Linked DNA regions of Mus musculus: region 2 is linked to region 1. A link is a contact called in public HiChIP or PLAC-seq data. All regions are on one chromosome and are shown on one strand. Each heading gives the region's core, a stretch centred on a gene start, on an enhancer-like site or on the middle of the called end of the contact. The rest is flanking DNA. Distances are from core to core; before and after follow the strand shown.

Region 1 (6,239 bases), core at 2,147-4,646:
GAGGAGGTCCTAACTGTTCTGCTTTCTGGGTGGCCACGTTTGTTTCGTAGCCACCGAATGGTTTAAGCTAGCATTGTAGCTGTGACACACAAGCCCTAGTCAGTTGGACATCATGATAATTGTTTAGAAACACAGAAAGTTTATTTCTTTTCACTTCAAAGTCTCAAGTGAATATGGTAGCTCCACTCTGAGGAACAGCAAAGGTCCCTGGCTTCGGCTCTCTTCCGATTTCACGCGGTCCATGATGGCCCACCGTCACATCTGCATCCTAGCCCTCATTTGGGGGATCAGTGCGTCTCACTAAAAATCAAGGGTTCTGTTGCTATGCAGGAGAGGGAGAGGAAGATTTTGGGAAAGCACTCTTTGCCCTCTGTGCCAGCAGCTTTCTAAGCTTTATTTTATTTGATAAATCATATTACCAGACAGATTCATTTCAGAAATGTCCTTCCACAAGTTAAGTCTTAGTAGAAAACTAAGTAGAAGTTCAAATCAAAATCGATTTGATTGGCTTTCTAAACCTGACCGATCAACATGACATTATCAGTCAACATTGATCAATTAGTGTCGGCTAGCTTTCCAGCATTTTTCTCCCACCAGCTGGCCCACCTTTCTTCTGGGCACCACTAACCGTCACCCTCATCTACAGTTAGCCCTAAGTGCCTTGGAGAAAGACATGTTGTATGCTCTAAGTTCTTGTCAGGCATCCGTCAACAAAGACCAGGTACAAGCAGGGTCGGCAGTCTGTGTGTGTGGACCCGCTGGGCTGTGTCCCCAGTGGGAGCCGCTGGCAGGGGCAGAAGTCACCAAGGGCAGCCAGGGGCACCAACACCTTTCTGTGGTGCTGGCCTCCATAGGCACAGCAAGCCAGCGTGCCAACGCTGCTGTTTGTTTGTTTGTGTTTTCAGCGTCTTCACCCTTGAGGTATGAAATGAGGATTAGAGAATTTACTGCTTATTGGCTTTCAGGATTTTTGAGTATGAACAAAAGAGAACTCACATTCTTATCCTTATGCAAAAAAAAAAATTATTTTCAGGCATTCTTTCTTTTGGGGGAAACATAAAGGGGTATTCAAAAAAATGTTTGAATAAAGCCCTTTATAGCTTTCTATGGCATGTATGAATATTTATAACACTCAGAAGGTAGACTAGCAATGGATTAGAGGATAACACACTGGCCGCTTGCCACTATCCCAGCTGCAGAGAGCATGCTGATAGGTACAGCACTGCTGTACCACGGGGCTGATTCTATTTCAGACATACCCATATTTAGGTATATTTACTTAAGAATAAGATTTTGAAGTACCTATTTTTTTTTCTGGAATGAGAGCCATGGAGGAAACTTCTAGACTTCTGGAAACATGAACGGAGCTTATTAAAGAAGAGAAATGTTCTGAGTCCTTTCGGTTTGGCATTTCTAGGCATGCCCTTATAACTTGCAACAATGTGGCTTCTAACGCCAGTAATATCCTAAAAGGCTCCTGGGGATCATTGGTTTTGTTTCTTGGAGCTATGGAAAAAGAATCTTTAGGTAAAAATCTAAGTGTTCAAATCTGCCTGGTCCCCAAGACCTTTTCAATCCAAAACAAATCTATAGGAATACCTTGGGGATTTACACTTTATATAGACTGCACAGACCAAGACAAATGCACATTTCCCTAAAATGTACGCTAGAACAGAGCGACGGAACGGATGAGAGTGCCCAGGCAAAGGATGTCACTGTATGCTGCTGTAAAGGTAAGCAACAAACACATAAAATATTAAATGTTAACAAAAAAAAACAACAGAAGATATATTAAACGAAGGCCATGAGAGTAGTAAAGACATGCACCGATGAAGCTGGTGGTGGGAAGTTCCTGCAGCCATGTCAGCAGCAGACAAAACCACACTATGTACAGTCACATTGTAAGATCCAGCGTGCTGCCCCAGAGACCCGTCAGGCTTTGTCTCAGACTTCAGCTCTGTAGATAGCCCAAGCTGGCAAAGCCATCCTCTTTCTTTCCATTGCAGCCTTGGGTCCTTTGCCTGAGTGTTATTTCCCCGTTTCCCGGTGCCTGGCTCCTTTTCCTGGTTCAGTTTGTGCTTGTGCATCTTCTCTGTGTGAGTGCTCACTCACGTGAACGTTCTGCCTCGTGGTCCAGCCTCAAGAGCAGCTCTTACGGTCTGAGATCGTCATCTTTGCTTTTCCTCATCTGTCCACCTCCCTAGAAGGCGAGGGCCGGCCGTAGACCAGGGAGGAATCTTCTCTGTGTTGGCCACTGATATCTCACAAACATCATCCATAAATGTGTCTGGTATATTCCAAGTATGCAAGAAATAGTATGCATATATTCCAGGTATGCATTAAATATAAGGATAGTCCAGTGATATTCCAGTGCTAGACTTGATGAAGGAGGGCATTTGAAAAGGATTTTGTAATACCCAGAAGCATTTTCTACTTGTTAGAAATTGAATTAATGAGGGTGTCCTGTAGCATTTTGCAAAACCGAGATTCGTCCTGGGACGATGTTTTAACTTAGCTTTCTGTTCCTGAATGGGCAATCCTCTTTCCTTTTCTTCTCTGCTTGGTACTCTGCCCTTCAGTGTCCTTCCATTTGCCTTCAGTGTGCTCAGAGAAGCATACTGCACTCCACGTGTGTCTGAACTGTGATGCCCCATGGCCTTCCTATGTACAATAGACTGTGGATGTTGTGGATGGTAGATGAGTGTTGGTTTGTCACAAATCCTTTGGCTATAAAGATCCACCACTGGAGACAATGCTCAGGCTTCTTCAGGAATTATTACAGTGAAGACTGGCTGAGTTCCAGGAAGTTGGGCCTTACTGCACACATCCAGTGGTTGCTACCATGGCATAATCTTTGAAGTAGAAAGACTATTTCGTCACCTACTTATGGAGAAAGAAAGAGTTTCTTGTCTTGAAGATATAGCAGTCTGAATAAAATTATTACCATTGTAAAAGTTTATACATGCTAGGCATGGATACAGAGCCTGCACTGGATAGACATAGAGACAGAGAGAGATTCAAAGCAGTAGAAACAGAAATGGCAGAAGAGACAAGAGAGCCAGGCAAGCAAGAGCAATAGTGGTGCTGAGTGTGGGGCATGCCTGTAATCCTGGCACTGGAGGGTCACGAGTTTAAGGCCAACCAAGACTATAGCAAGATCTTACTCGAAAATCAAAATCAGAAGAATAAGAAGGCTCAAGATCTTAGAGGTCAGCAGAAGGAGAAGCAAAAACAGCTCTAACAGGCACTTGTCAGAAGAGGCCTAATTCCCAGGAGCTGCTCCTCACCAGGGAGCTCTTAGCTGAGGAGCCAAAAGGCCTAAGCCCAGGGAAGCTGACTGGTGGTGTCGGAGCCTACAGTGTCAGGTGAGCTTGCCTGGAGGCCTGGAATCTGAACTTTGAACACTAGACATGTAAGCCTGTACCTCCTCAGCATCAGGTCGGGAGCCCGTGGTGGCAAAGACCAGAGTGAGTGGGAGCAAACTGGGAAGGCTGGAGAGCTTGGAGGCCCCACAGGTAGTGCCAGGGGCGCATGGGTGTGGACATGTGAGTGGTTGGGTAAGCCTGCTCCCGAAAGGCTAGCCCACAGGCCGGTGACCACATAAGGCTGAGGCCTTGAACAAGGCACCTCACACCTTACTGGGTCCAAAGATAAATATCTGCCTCAGAGCTTAAGGAATGTTTGTGTCAGGTTTGTGACCTCAGAGCTGAAGCACAGGCACAGTTGGTCTCCATAGTGTTCACCGAGGCCTCAAGAAGGAGATCTGTTTCCGAGTCGCTGCCTTCAGCTATAAAGAGAAATAAATGGCCGGGTGTGGTTACTGTGTGTTTCAGGCACTGCTACTACTACTTTTTTCCTTCTGTCCGTCCTCCCTCCCTCCCTCCTTCCCTCCCCCCTCCTTCCCTTCCTTTCTCCCTCCCTCCCTTCCTCCCTCCCTCCTTCCCTCCCTCCTTCCCTCCCCCCTCCTTCCCTCCCTTCCTTCCTTCCTTCCTTCCTTCCTTCCTTCCTTCCTTCCTCCCTCCCTCCCTCCCTCCCTTCCTTCTTTTCTCCCTCCCTCCCTCCCTCCCTCCCTCCCTCCCTCCCTCCCTCCCTTCCTTCCTTCCTTCCTTCCTTCCTTCCTTCCTTCCTTCCTTCCTTCTTTTCTCCCTCCCCTCCCTCCCCTCCCTCCCTCCCTCCCTCCTCCCTCCCTCCCTCTCTCCCTCCCTCTTTCCCTCCCTCCCTCCCTCCCTCCCTCCCTCCCTCCCTCTCTCCCTCTCTCCCTCCCTCTCTCCCTCCCTCTTTCCCTCCCTCCCTCCCTTCCTTCCTTTTCTTACTTTCCTTCCTTTTCCTTCTTTTGTGGTGGATCCTTTTGAGGGGAGTCCCTCAGCCTCAGCTGGGCCTATTTCTCAACCCTGTACAAACAAGGCGCTAAGTATGCAAATTAAGCTGCGAAGGCTGGCACTTAGAACTAGTCCCACAAAAGAATCATTTCAGGTATGACGGGCTTTCGGTCTGTCCACTCCCCCCAACTTGGAGCCCCTTCTGAGGGCCTGTGGTCTCCTCACACTCACCCCAAATTACCAATCACTTTGGTTACTAATAGGAGTCATAACCCTCAACTTTGCTGGACGGGGGAGGGGGTGGGGTGGAAAAGAGAGGCAAGACATTCTGCTCTGGAGTAATTAGCCCCTACCCCTACCCCCAGCCTGGCATCATAAAGTTGCCTGGCCGGCTCCAGGCAGGCCAACCTGCTCTGGCAAGACCTCTGAGCTCCGGGTGTAACTTTTTCTGCTCCCTCCCCATTATGGCAGTTGGATAATGAAACCTGTGTGTCTTTAACTTCAGTCTCGGCCAACCTCAGCTGAGCTCAACAATGAATAATTTTGTCTGTCACTGAAGATGCCACATGGAGTGACATCTGTGGAACACAGGAGACAGAAAGGAGACAGAAAGCCTACCTAGCTGTGTCTCAGTGGAGATAAATGTAAAATCCTTCACCTTGGTCCCCCAGGTCACCCTGCACATTTGCAGAGCTGAGAGCTGAGTCCCGACGGCAGCCCAGTGAACCGGGTGGAGAGCTTTCAGTCTCTGAAGCTGAGCATATCAGTTACATAATTTCATTCCAATTATGACTTAGGTGTCTAACTCAGCCAGATCAAGGAAGGGGAAAGTGATTTCTCTGCACTCTAAGATGCCAAGGTAGAAACTGGCTAGGAGAAGCTAACGCATCCTATAAGAAAATGCAGGATAAAGATAAAGTGTGGCTGTGTAGGATGAGTCGGAGAAGACCTAAGGTGGGATTTCTATGTGTCTGAGGAACTAACCTAACATATTTGTTAATATCCCAGAGCTCAGTGGGCAAAAGGTAAAGGGAGAAATACGTTAACACCAAACAGCAGCAGAATTCCAGGTCAGAAATGTTTTCAAATGAGAAGGTTGGCTTTAGAAACGATCTGTTCCAGTTGCTGGGTTTGGTCAAGCACTGGGCACCCGTGGCTTACGGGCAGCCTATAGAAGGTGTTATAGACTCTGGAAATGGTTGGGGGTGGGGATTTCTGAAGACTCACTAGCATATTAAATATTAAATGTGTCAATGGGAGCCAAAGAAGTTGAAGATGAAACACCGTGCTAGCCTCCCCGCCCCCATTTTTTGGCCCCCTGAAAACATTCTACAAGCAGATCTTGGCCAGCAATGATAGTGGGCTTCACGTATCATCACTGAGTTCACACCATTAAACATTATTGTCCGGACCTCACAAAGGGAAAGAACGGACCTCCTTATAAAGCCCGCTTTTGGATGTAAGTTAAGCTGAAGTTATCTTGGCAATACAATTAAAAGGATACGTCAAAATTAAAACCATTGTTAAAATTAATCAAAGATTTAGAAAGGTAAAATGAACTTCGGGGCTAGAAATTACGGATTTGAACAATTGTTCTCACATTTTAAACTACATAATGAGCTAAAAAATTATGAAGCCTCAGAGGATAGCTATAAAGAGTAGTCTAAAACTAAAGTCAGAATGAAATGTTTTATCTTTCAAAACTAAAAAGCAGAACAATTACTCTCTACAAAATGGTATAGGAAGAGGTTTCTGACCTGTGCTAATTGTTTTATTATTCTTCAGAGGGGCATACTGGCAGCGTTCCGTGGGGTTTCCAGTAATTATACTCCATTCAATATCTGAAGAATTACAATAATTCTACACGGAATATACTTGTGCCCTTCCGATGCAAAGCCTTTAAAGGAGGGAAAAACCAGC
Region 2 (5,739 bases), core at 1,799-4,298, 790 kb after region 1:
GATCTATCTCTGTGAGTTCGAAACCAGTCTGGACTATATAATGAGCTCCAGGATAGCCAAGGCTACACAGAGGAATCCAGACTAATTAATTAATTAATTATAATTAATTAAATGATTTGAATGCTATAAACTTATTGCATTGATTAATGAAGAAAAGTATCACAAAGTGTGTCCTTAGTTTGTTAAAAATTACAACCAGCTGGCTAGTATTCTAACTGGATTAGGACAAAGCATGAAAATGTGTCTCATGTTAGGAAGAACTACATACTTAAACACTGAAGATTCACCCTCAACCCAGAGAACTAGTCATCAATTAAACGTTTCCTGCCTCTCTGCCCGGACCTGTCTCTCTGCCTCATCCCAGTAGATTCTCTGTGCCTGTCTTCAGTAAATTCCTGAGACAATTCCTTCTATGTCTCCATGCACAAGAGGGTCCATCCTGAGCCTTAGGCCCTCAGTGGAACCCCTGGCATCAGCACAAGGCCTGAGTCAGTTGAAAGGACATTTTTGTTGAGGAGATGATCCTGTGTACAGACTAAGCAACACGTCCTAATTTTCAATATAAATGGAAGGTAAGTTTGAAGTAAATGGTAAATTTGGATTTTTTTTTTCTTTTTCTAGTACTAAGGGTCAAACCCAGAGTTTCATACGTGGCAGGCAAGCACTCTACCATTGGGCTATAAACCCACTTAAGAAACTTTGAAAAAGTAACATGGTAATGTAAGTGATGGCTACCCTAGAACCCCTCAACCCATTTTGCCTTTCTGGATTTAACAGGAACCTTCTAGGATTTTGATCCCTTGTCTTAGATACTTTTGAAAGAGTGTTTTATCTTTGGTCTTTGACAATTCCGTACATGTATACAATGTATATTGATCATACAGTGAGAACCCCTGTTCTCACTTCCCATGCCTGCCCAATATCTTGGCACTTTAAAGAAAGTCTCCTTAGATGGGAAAGGCAGATACTGTACCTAGTACAAACGAGGTGTCTTTATCCTTCAAACAGAAACAGAGTGACTTCCTAGTACAAATCAGTAAGGATTGGCTGATCTCAAAAAACAGTGAAGTTTTAGAAATCTTCTAAGGACATTTTTTGCCCTCTAAAGGCCTTTACATCCCTCACTATCAAAAATAAGGTCTCTCTCTCTCTCTCTCAAACACACACACACACCCACACACACACACACACACACACACACATACACACACCTGTATATGGATACATAAATACATATACAAAGATAAATAATTTGAAGTAGTTTTCCAAAGCAACATTTAAAGTAGGTTGGGAAAGGATCAAAAGTGATAAGACAGAAAGTGGGGAACATTAGCCACAACTCTACTACACAGTGACAGCCGCTATTATTGTCAGCCTGCTCTCTTTCAATTTTATTTCTTAAAGTTTACATACTTGAGATTTTTTTTTGTTTGTTTGTTTTGTTTGTTTTTTCGAGACAGGGTTTCTCTGTAGAGCCCAGGCTGTCCTAGAACTCACTTTGAGAACCAGGCTGGCCTTGGACTCAGAAATCTGCCTGCCTCTGCCTCCCAAGTGCTAGGATTAAAGGTGTGCGCTACCACACCCGGCTCATACTTGAGACTTCTATACATGGTAAACGCATTTGTGTACCTCTAAATTAGCAAGGCACTTCACATATTGTTTTCTTCAATCCATCTTGCCTGGTAAAGAATTTTCCATAACTCTGAAATTCCTATAAAAACCTTTCTCTCGATATCTGTGAGCTTTTCATGACCATTTTGTCTTAGGAGCCAGGGCCAAATAAGGGATTAGGTGTGGAGGTTGTGCCTTTACGAATGGATGAATGTCCTTATCTCGGAAAAGGGGTTACCATAAGAAGCGTTGTGATATAAAACTGAGCCAGACCCTGGTGTTCCTCTATTCTCTTGTTTTGTCCTTATGCCTTCTGCTATGGAGTGACACAGCTCTCAGTCTCTTGCAACATGCCTGTGGCTTCACATCTTTCAGAACCTTGGGCAGACCAGCCCCTCTTCTCTTATAAACTACCCGGTAATGCAGTTATCGCATTGCAAAACAGTCTAAAACTCTAAATAAACTCTACTTGAATCATTCCGGTTAACCTTCCAGTAAAGCTTGTGAGGTAGGCACTATTTTTACTCTCCTCACTTGATAACAGGGGAATGAGTAACTTCCAGGAAGGGCTGAGAATTAGTGTGAACCAGAGCTCCGATTTGACTCCTAAAGTCTTTCTCCAGAGGTGGGCTGTTAACTGTGACTTCTGTGTGATGTCCCGAGGCAATGAGGAAGCATCCAATCCTTTGTCACTAGAAACAAACTTCCGAGTCTGCAATCTGGACTCAGAAGCAGTGAGTGAGGGGTAAGAGGAGAGTGTGTTTCTCTAACAACGAATCTCAGTATCTCCAAGGGCAGGGCAGGAACAGCCGGCGCTCTCTGGAGCAGTCTGACAACCTCAGCACTTCAGTCACGATGCAAGACTGAGCTTTGCTGTGAATCACAGGCCTTGTGGACCTCAGCAGAACAGTCAGTGCCTCTGCAGGTACTTCAAACTTCACACCCCCAACATGGAACTTAGGAGAGAGCGATGCCGGAGCCTAAGACCCTCATCCTTCATGGGTGTTCACTCCAGCGAGCACCACTAAGGACGTATTTCCACAGTCCCCTTCCTCTAGTTATGAAGCAAGACCCACTTTCAGAAGAAGGGACTTTTTGGAAGGGTTGATGAAAGAATCTGACCCACCACCCACCCACCCAGACCTTTCATAACAAAACCCCAGGAATACTCTTGATCTGTGTTTTCTAAGGCGGGGCCTGACCTCACTCAGCCCACAGCCCAGTAGGGTCCCGTCGCCCCCAGCTGTGTGCACCACAGGGCTGGCTTGAGCTGACCTGTCCTAGGCGCTGTCCTCCCTGGGTCTCGCCCCACCCCGGAGCTCCCAGCAGGGAGGGCCGCAGGGTCAGGGCTGCGCCTTCCTGGGACTGACTTGTTGAGCCCAGGCCCACCCCCACGCTCTGGAGGAGGCTCCAAGGCAAGATGAGCCAAGCACAGGAGGGGCGCCTCCCAGCCAACGGGAATATCTGCGGTAGTATGCAGCCCCCCCCTCCCCCCACACACACACTCCCTGAAAAAACGTGACGCAGTTGGGCGGACGTGGAAAGAGCATGAAGACCTGGACCAATGGGGAGAAGTCAGACCCCATTGCACAATGTGAAGGATTTCTTGGTGCTTCTGTGTGGCCCCATGATGGCCCTGCCGTGTGCTGCGAGCTGTCGATGACTGAGAACCCTGGTTAACATTTTTTCCTGGGGTCCTCAAGGCTTCATTGTCCTCAGACAGTGACAGGAATGATTACTAGTTTGAGGAATGGAGAACAAAGTCCCGATAGGAATTTACAGGCAACATTCTAACTTAACTACAATGGGAAACCTAGATAATGTGATCAAAGAAACACATCACCTCTCTCTGTCTCTGTCTGTCTGTCTGTCTGTCTGCCTCTCTCTCTCTCTCTCTCTCTCTCACACACACACACACACACACACACACACACACACGCGCGCGCGCGCGCGCGCGCGCGCTGGAAGTCCCATAACAGAGTAAGTTCCCTGTACTTAGAGTTGCTATGGGGGAAACTGAGATAATGCATTCTGTAACAAACAGTTAATAGCATACAAATTACAAATATAAGCCATCACCTCATCATCAGAGATCTGTGCAAAAAAGAAAGAAAGAAAGAAGAAAAGAAAAGAGAAAACAGAAGAGAAAAACAGCAGGACTGCATCGCTTCGACAGTGGTTTTCCCAAGCTGATTTTGACACAGGGAGAAACCAGGAGTCCACTGGACTGTCCAAACATTCTTGCAAAATTGTCTTAAACCACGATGCTGTTAGTTCACTGTCAAAAAAAAAAAAAAAAAAAAAAAAAAACAAAACCTAGCTTGCTGCAATTTTACTAAAATATATCTGGGGAGAGGGATGTTACAAAATCAAACATCAAATACTGGGTGTCAAAATAATGAGAAAGGAAATGATTAGGAAACCCTCGGTTAAATGGGGTAAAACAGGGTAACAGGATCTTGGATGGTTTACTACAGAACCTCCAGAGCCTAGGCTATGTGCACTTTGACCCTGAACCATGCCTGTCCTTACTCATTGTCCTTCCAGCAGCTTGGACTGATCTCCTATTAGGGTGCCTGGAACTTCAGGCCTCCTGCACACACTATCACATTAACTTCTCAGGGTTAGGACCAGGGTAGGGATGTCTTATCTGGCCTCTATGAGCTCAGTATATATACCATACTCATATCCTACGCTATACCCCCCCCCACACACACACACAACCACACACACACACTCTATGATAATAGTATGTGCTGACATCTCTAGGAAAAGATCTCACTGTTTCAATTATAATTTCTGTGATGACTATAATTTCATCAGACTACTGTATTTTAGCTTATTTATAAAAAAAAAAAACAAAAACAAAAAACCAAACTTGGCTCTTACAAGCATAAAAAACTTGAAGTTCTTCAAAAACAAATGAATGTAAAGCTTTGCTAAATAAAAAAATAAATAAATGCTGTTTAATGAGATGGCAGGATGGCACATCTGACAAAGGCTCTTGCTAGTACACATATACTGATACAATTGCTGGTCCCATTTTGAGACTGTTGCCCAATGCAGTTTGTGTTCACTTGGCCTATATATCAACCAGTTACATTTTGGTTTGGATTTCTAAGGAACTGAAAGCAAAGATGCTGAGGGCAAAGAGAAACTTCCTGTCCAGCCGCTGATGCTATCATGGTGGCTGAGGATTCTTCAAGGAGACCACAAACCAAAGAAAAGCAATTGATCTACTTGGTCGAGACTGAATTGGCCAGGATGCAGAGATCAGACGTCAATGAGCCCAGAAGGTAGCCAGCCAACAGAATGGTCTCAGAGGGTCCCTGTAAAACAGTAGCATCAGGGATGGACCTTCTACATACTGATGCCTGTTCTGTGTGAATCTGCTCATTTCCAGTACTGGAGGATGAGTGTGAACACGCTATGCCTACAAGAGAAAAAGAAATCTTTTAAAGGGCTGGCTGGCTGTTAGCCCCAAACCTAAGGCTAGATATAAGATTGTGTGACTGTTTATCAATAAAAAAGAAAATAAGCCGGGCAGTGGTGGTGCACACCTTTAATCCCAGCACTTGAGAGGCAGAGACAGGAGAATTTCTGAGTTTGAGGCCAGCCTCGTCTATAGAGTGAGTTCCAGGACAGCCAGGGCAACACAGAGAAACCCTGTCTTAAACACCACCCTTCCCCCTCCCCAAAGAAAGGAAATAATATTTAAACACCTCAGCTTCTTGGGAACCTGAGGCAAGAGGGTCATAAATTTGAGGCCAGCCTAGGCTACTTAGAGTCCCCTTGTCTTAAATAAACACAATAAAGTTGCCCCCAATTTGTCTCTCAATTAATAAACAGACAAATGATTCTGGGCTTTGTTTTGTTTTTAAAAAGGAATAAGGTGCAGATAGAGAGTACAACATGGAGAACCTTAAAAATACTATGCAAAGGTAACCGAAGGGCATAAATTATATCATGAAGGTCTAGAATAGGCAAACCTGAGGACACAGACGATTAATGTTAGCTAGAGCTGATAGTGGCTCTGAGAAATTTAATTGGTACATATTTTCTGTTGGGATGATAAAAATACTCAGGAATGAAATAGTGGTGATGGTTACAGTCCTTGGACTAAACTAA

The links. HiChIP or PLAC-seq counts read pairs in DNA pulled down with a chosen protein or histone mark.
Region 2: a contact with region 1 is called in an H3K27ac HiChIP or PLAC-seq map of acute myeloid leukemia, with 6 times the contacts expected there. The contact joins two enhancer-like sites. A contact is called at or near these places in 3 of 39 promoter capture datasets (cranial neural crest, hippocampal neurons and pre-B cells) and 2 of 115 datasets of contacts at active chromatin or transcription factors (acute myeloid leukemia and embryonic basal ganglia).

Annotation. Positions count from the first base shown.
Region 1 is chr2:72,244,600-72,250,838 of GRCm38.p6, forward strand. The region is part of intron 29 of Rapgef4 (Rap guanine nucleotide exchange factor (GEF) 4); the gene reads left to right. Among named protein-coding and RNA genes, the nearest start is that of Map3k20, 38 kb to the right of the region's middle. Within about 2 kb of position 3,397, at least 8 of the 459 cell types and tissues checked have an H3K27ac peak or open chromatin away from gene starts, as enhancers often do. A contact at or near this core is called in acute myeloid leukemia, where this site is marked.
Region 2 is chr2:73,035,478-73,041,216 of GRCm38.p6, forward strand. No RefSeq gene overlaps it. Among named protein-coding and RNA genes, the nearest start is that of Gm39850, 29 kb to the left of the region's middle. Within about 2 kb of position 3,049, at least 137 of the 459 cell types and tissues checked have an H3K27ac peak or open chromatin away from gene starts, as enhancers often do. A contact at or near this core is called in acute myeloid leukemia, where this site is marked.